Regions from separate parts of the Pan troglodytes genome. Here region 2 is linked to region 1. A link is a contact called in public Hi-C data. All regions are on one chromosome and are shown on one strand. Each heading gives the region's core, a stretch centred on a gene start, on an enhancer-like site or on the middle of the called end of the contact. The rest is flanking DNA. Distances are from core to core; before and after follow the strand shown. Region 1 overlaps UQCC1 (ubiquinol-cytochrome c reductase complex assembly factor 1). Region 2 holds the start of GDF5 (growth differentiation factor 5).

What was found. A called contact is a pair of places that touch in the nucleus more often than the background predicts.
Region 2: a Hi-C map of induced pluripotent stem cells shows a contact between it and region 1, with 2.1 times the contacts expected there. The contact joins the promoter of GDF5 here to the enhancer-like site in region 1. A contact is called at or near these places in 2 of 7 Hi-C or Micro-C datasets (both in induced pluripotent stem cells) and 1 of 1 datasets of contacts at active chromatin or transcription factors (stem cell-derived excitatory neurons).

The regions. Positions count from the first base shown.
Region 1 is chr21:41,562,529-41,565,945 of NHGRI_mPanTro3-v2.0_pri, forward strand. The region is part of intron 7 of UQCC1 (ubiquinol-cytochrome c reductase complex assembly factor 1); the gene reads right to left. Among named protein-coding and RNA genes, the nearest start is that of FAM83C, 33 kb to the left of the region's middle. Within about 2 kb of position 1,528, at least 2 of the 24 cell types and tissues checked have an H3K27ac peak or open chromatin away from gene starts, as enhancers often do. A contact at or near this core is called in induced pluripotent stem cells, where this site is marked.
Region 2 is chr21:41,671,082-41,674,498 of NHGRI_mPanTro3-v2.0_pri, forward strand. It overlaps GDF5 (growth differentiation factor 5), which reads right to left and starts at 1,535. Exons shown (of 2, transcript XM_530287.8): 1 at 605-1,535. The coding sequence starts at 1,235.

The DNA of each region.
Region 1 (3,417 bases), core at 278-2,777:
CCCAACTCAGACCTAGGAAACGCACTGAAATCTAAGTAAATTTTGGGCCCCAACAGCCCTGTTTCCCCACCTGGTGAGTCTGAAAGATTAATCACTCTGAGCCTCAGTTTTTCCATCACAACTATGCAAAACCACCTTTCCTTTTTCCTTTTCATATTAACAGATGAAAATGCTTAACAGTAAGTAAATTAGTAGTGGCAAACATCTATTTCGCTCTCAGGCATTGTTTAAAGAACCTCACATGTGATAACTCATTTATCCCTCACAATGCTACAAGTGATGTAAGGTGGGTATTACAGTTATGTCTATTTTACGGAGAGAAAACTGAGGCATAGAAAGGAAACAGGCATAGAGACCTTGCCCAAGGTCACATGGCTAGGGCAGGATTTGAGTCCAAACTGGCTTCAGTATGTGAGCACTCTCAACTACTCTGTGATACTGCATTGGAAAGGAGGTTACAAACTCAACCCAATCCCCCACTTGGAGATGAGGGCCTGGAAGTCTCTGAAGCTTCTCTCAGGACCTTGGGGCTCACCTACTCTCCTGCCTCATCCTCCCATCACACTCAGCCCTGCCCTGGGATAACTCCTGGAAGAAGCCTGCAGTGAACACAAAACAAAAAAGCAAGTGAACTCATATCTTTCTCGTTCGTCTGTTTCGTGTGGAAGTGAATCCAGGAAAGATTCAACTTCCTTTCTCAGCATAAACTAGATTGTAAGCCCTGTAAGATCACTTATCTCTGGTATATTATCTACCAACCACATTCAGGGATTAGCATATGGTGAGAGACAAAAATGTTCCTTGAATAAATGAATGAAACGATTCTTAATAAAACCATACAAATTAATAATGCTACTGGATCTAGAGGAAATACATTCAATATTGCCTTCATCAAATGTATTCAGCACTACCCAGGCATCAAGCACTGTTTTAGGAGCTGAGGCTACAGCAGTAAACAAGAGACAATTCCCGAACTCCGGGAGTTTAGGATGATTAGTCAGGCTGCTGAATGATTTGCAGAATGAATCTGAGATGAAGAGAGTCAAGAGGCAGGAGGACCAGTGAAGAAGCAGCCGACAGTGAGTTTAGGTGAGAGGTCAGGACTGGATCTGAGCATCAGTAGGACAGCTGAGGCCCTGATAGTGGTTGTTTTAAAGAAGGGCTCCTTATTAGTTCCTCCTGCTCCTTTGAGAACCAGGCACGTCACATTGATGGCAAGGATCACTGACATTCAGAAAGACCAGCTAAAGAGAGGACAATGAACATGGAAAAACAAGTCCCTCCACTCTAGCTGGGCCCCTTCAGCTCCAACCAACCCCACAGGGCCATTCACTCAGCATTTTGGGGGAAACAAAGTGAGAAAAGAGTGTTACAGCTGCCTCATCAATGGATCCAGAAATACTCATGGCGCACCCAGGGCAGCTGAAAGAAACATCTGTCTCTACTGTATCCTAGGTCTGACCTCAGAGCCTCCAGAACTTTTTTACATAGCCCCACCCAGATCCTGGTGAAGCTACTGCCCTCTGGTGGTACCCAATGCAGGGGTTAAGCCCACAGGAGAAAAGAGTCTTGTGGTAGGACATGGAGTGAGAGGCATAGTCAACCCCAAGAGCTCGTCACAGTGCCTGTATGTCTTACTACTGCAACCACTGCTTTTTCCAAAGACGCTATTTACAGAAAACTCTGGTTAAAATGCAAGAGTTATCTGGGACCATTAAAACAGATCCTGTTGGCATCCCTTAACGATTTGGCATGAATTTAATCAGGTAAATTGCAGTGTAAGTATAGAATTGATTCTAAGAAGATAGGGTTAGGAATAGACTCTGTGAGTTCACTCACTCATTCACCATTCAACCAATATTGGATGGAGGCTTACCATGTGCTAAGCACTGTGCTAGACACTGGAATGCTGACCTTAAGAGAAAAGGATCAGGAGGTCTTTGATTGGAGGCTTTTCCCAGCAACACAAAATGCAGGGTGTGTGTAGTGGCTCTAGAGAACAGCAAAGATGATAGTATCATGTAACGAAAAGAGCAACAGAATGAATCAAGAGAAGTGAGTTTTAGTCTCTGCTACTACCGCTACTATATGACACTGACCAAGCCTTTTTCCTGACCAGGACTGAGTGTCCTCACTTGGAAAGGGTTGAATTAGGATCATCTTTGTGGCTGTCAAGCTTCTAGGAGCTTGGCGGCCACTGAAATGATTAGGAGATGGCATAAAATAAAAACACTGACTGCTTGGCAATTCTGACCAGCTAGGGCTAGCCCTGGGTGGGGCTTCCTGCCATCAGCCAGGGCAATCTAAAATTCCTTTACATAGTTCCTGAGGATCATCACCAAGTGAGATTCTTCTGACATCCATACCCAACCACTTCATCAGACGAGATACCCCTAGTATGTTATGAACCCCACATTTGTCCCCAACTACCCTAGTCTCTTCTGGTCCCTTTGAACTGAGGCTATTAGGGACGGAGCCAGTTCTTCCAGTGCTACAGGGCAAGAGAGGCTTGGAGAAAAGTAGGAAGTGTTGCAAACTGTGTTCACTCTTGGAAATTCTACCCTGGGCTGGAAAATTTTTATCTCATGGATTTTTTTTCAAGCAGAAAAGGCCCTTAGAAATAACCTGGTCCAGGCTCTGCATTGGAGCCTGCTGGTTAATTGTGGAACTAAGTCTAACTCCACTCTTGTAGCTCCAAGATTGGTGAGTGTTTTTCAGTTCTCCCACACTGTCCTTCTAGAGGGAGGCTCTTCTCTGGCAGCCAACTCACCTTGGGACCTAAAGCACAGGAGACGATAAACACCTTCTGTCTTTGAAGGAGAAGGAGTATAGCCACAAACACCTATCGAAAATGCCAAAGACAACAAGGCTCATTTGAAATCTGAAGAATGTTAGCAAACGGGTGTGGGACAGGGATGAAAAGAAGAGCGGGAGACAGAAGCCTGCTCAGCGCTTAACAGGAATCATCTCCTACTTGCCCCATAACCATACACATACCACAAGCCAGCTGATTCCTAACCCCAGCAGCTAAACTGCCCAAGGCCTAGGAAAGGGGGCAACACACACAGTTTACACCTTTTATTATTCTGATCAAAATTTCTCTCCTGGGAGCAGAAAGGGGTCAAAAGTCCAACACCAGAAATATATATCTTTATAAGTCATGGGCAAAGAAGTATTACAGCAGACAGTTATTAAAAAAAAAAAAAGCTACAGTGAACAGAGCAGAGTAGGAGGTGTGAGAAAACTCACTCCAAGTAATTTATTCACTGGGAACCACAAAGGGCTTTCCCAAGAACAGCAAAAACACCATTAATTTCTCCAGTACCCTCCTTTCAAAGGGCTCCAAACACTTCACACATATCGTTTTAAATTGTCCTCAAAGGCTCCAAAATAAGGGGTTACTATTTCCCCAGGCAC
Region 2 (3,417 bases), core at 285-2,784, 110 kb after region 1:
TACAGATGGGAAAACGGAGACCCCAAGTGAGAAGGAGCTTTCCCAAGGTCATACTGCGAGTTAGGCCCTGGGTCTGCTCCCTCCCCATGTATCTGAACATCATTCCATGACTCCAAGATGCCCCATTTACTGTGTGCACCTCTCTTGCCTCCTCTAGCCCCTTGCCTGAGGGCAAAGTTGCAGAAGCATGGGGACCTCAAGATTCATTTCTTTCTCTGCTGTCTGAGACCACCTACAAACCTCTGGAGCTTGGAAAGTTCGGCCAGCCCAGCAGATACAGATGCACAACTGAGTAATCAAGTCTCGGAATCTGGTCTCCAACTCTGCCACGAACTGGCAGGTCTTGTCTTCTCTCTAGGCTTTAGTGCCCACTCTGCACCTTGCAGGCGTTGGACCTGGTGCTTCCTAGGTGCCCTCCAGCCCTGATGTGTGGGCAGCCTAGGATCTGCTATGTGTGAGATATGTGTCAGTGTCCCCAGACACCCACCCCGGGCCAGATGCACACAGTGTCTCCCACCAGGGCAGTGCCAGGGCTTTGAAAGCCCCTCCATTCATGCAGATGCCCCTCCCTCTGAGCCGTGCCCCTGCCACCCCACCCCCTCACCTTGCCCTTTGTCAATAAAGCTGGTGATGGTGTTGGCCAGGCCAGCCTCCAACTTCACGCTGCTGTTGCCTCCCTTTCTGTCAGCATCGGACAGCGTCCTGTACAGCGAGAGCATGTACTCGTGGGGTGTGATGGGGGGTGGGCGAAACGGCTCCTTGGGCTCTCGTGGGGGCCCGGGCTCCCTGGCCTTCTTCAGCAGGAAGGAGCTGGGGACAGATCCTGCTTTTGGGGGTGCCTTGCCTCCGGGAAGCTGTCCTTTTGGGGTCACAGTCCGGGCTGTAGCCTGCCTTGTTTGGGGAGGGTGTCCTGGCTTGGGTTCAGGGCCGCCCGGTCTGGGGGGCAGCTTTTTGGGTTCATCCTTCTTGGGCTGTGTCAGGCCTCCTTTCTGCCCGGTGCCTCCCTTTGCCCTGGCATTGGCATTGGTGGCCCCCCCACCATAGCTGTGACCCCCTGGCCTGAAGACGTTCCGGGCCAGGGGGGGCCTCTCCTTGGCCTCTGCTTTGGCCAATCCTGGCCTGGTCCCCTGGGGTCTCTGGCCCAAGTCAGGGGCACCCAACACAGTGCAGATGAATTCCAGGTCCAGCCAAGCCAGGTACCAAAGCAATAAAGTGAGGAGTTTGGGGAGTCTCATCCTCTGGCCAGCCGCTGAATGACACCAAAGAGAACAGCGGCAGCAGCGAAGGTGCCTCTGGTTTGGCAGGAAAAACCATGAAAGGAGTGGACTTTCAAAAGCAGCGGCAGCAGCAGTAGCAGCAGAAGGAAAGGCTTTCTCCTCAGTCTGAGACTCTTGAAGTCTGCCGGGTGTGTGTTTGTATCCAGTCCCATAGTGGAAATGCTCTCGTATCCAGACGTGCACCGTCTCCAGTCAGCAGCTGAAAATAACTCGTTCTTGAAAGGAGAAAGCCGACCGCCCCCTTTCTCCTGCACAACTGACTGAGGGCTTGAAGGAGGCTTGTATAAGGCTGAGGGATTTTTCCAAGAAGGAAGAATGGCGTAATGCTGCCTGTGTGCTCCAGTTTTTTTTTCCCCCTAGTTTTGAATCCTTTCCAGTGAAAATACTTCACACACACACACACACACACACTCACAGGCCTGCAGGTGCTCAGAAAAATCTTTTACAAACCTGAACTCAGGAATTGGAAACGGAATTCCAACCCAAACCAATTTAATTACTCTCTGATGTCATGCTGTCTAAACTCATTTAAGTGCGATATATTTATGTGAAAAAAATCACCACTGCCCTTTCGAGGCCATGGCTCACGGGGGCTCCTGGCACGGAGCCCCGCAGCGGGACTCTAGGCTTAGGGGGCCTCCCCCTCCACGGGGCAGACTCAGGGGTCTTCACCTCCACCTCATGGAGCAGCCCACCCCACTTTCCCGAGGAGAGATGCTGAAGAATGAGCTCAAAGATCTTAAGCCCCAGAAGCATGGGGAGTGTGGGTTTGTAGTTAAGTCCTTAGAGTGTTTTTAAAGCAGTTTCAACTCCTGCATCTAGTCTGGGACCTGATTTGTTATGCGTGTGTGTGTGTGTGTGTGTGTGTTTATGTGTGTCTGTGTGTGTGTGTGCCTGTGTGTGTGTATTGGGAGTAGGGACAGCACAGATGGCAGCATTTACCCACATTTTCTTTTATTTTAATAAACTTGTGGTGACCCAGAGACTGAAAAATATCAGTGCCCACTACACCCCCTCCCTACCCCCAAATCCCATTGACTGAGTGCATATTCTTCAGGCTTGGGGGCACTGCCGCCCTTAAGTTCACTCCTTGGATGGCGGCAGGTCCAGGGTGTACCCCACCACCACCCCGGCAGAGACGTCCTCTGAGTTTTCTTAGAAAAGACTGGCAGAGTCTGGGGCAGCAGCGGCCCCTACAGGAGGCTGGAAAAGCCATTTCCCACATGACGCTTTTTTTTTTTTTTTTTTTTTTTTTTTGAGACGGAGTCTCGCTCTGTCGAGTGCAGTGGCATGATCTCAGCTCACTGCAATCTCTGCCTCCCAGGTTCACGCCATTCCCCTGCCTCAGCCTCCCCAGTAGCTGGGACTACAGGCCCCTGCCACCACACCTGGCTGATTTTTTATGTTTGTAGTAGAGATGGGGTTTCACCATGTTAGCCAGGATGGTCGCGATCTCCTGACCTCGTGATCTGCCCGCCTCGGCCTCCCAAAGTGCTGGGATTACAGGCGTGAGCCACCAATTTCCCACATGATGTTTTTCTGGTAGCTCTGGAAGGTCTGAATTCCAGCTGAACTCAAGGGTTTCTTAAAGTGCCTCATTGAAGTATGGAAGATCCCTTCCTCTGGGGAACCTTCGCCGTAGAGCCCCTGGGCAACTTAACACAGGGTCAGCGGGGAAAGCTGTTCGCTTCACCTGAAATATCCTCCTCTCTCTCTCCCACAACTGGAGGAAGCACTCCACATCCTGAGAAGTTTAGCTGAAAATTTACCTCCTTCGGGAAGCCTTTCCTCGTCTCCAGACAGAGCCAATTACCCCTTCTGTACATTTCTCTACAACAACACTTGTCACGCTGTAAGAAGGATGGCGGGGGAGAAGCAATAGTCAGATAGGCTTCCTTCTTTTTTTTTTTTTTTTTTTTTTGAGACAGAGTCTCACTCTGTCACCTAGGCTGGAGTGCAGTGGTGCGATCTTGGCTCACTATAATCTCCACCTCCTGGGTTCAAACGATTCTCCTGCCTTAGCCTCTCGAGTAGCTGGGACTACAGGTGCACACCACCATGCCTATCTATTTTTTGTATTTTTAGTAGAGACGGAGTTTCACCATGTTGGCCAGTCTGGTCTCGAGCTCCTGACCTCAAG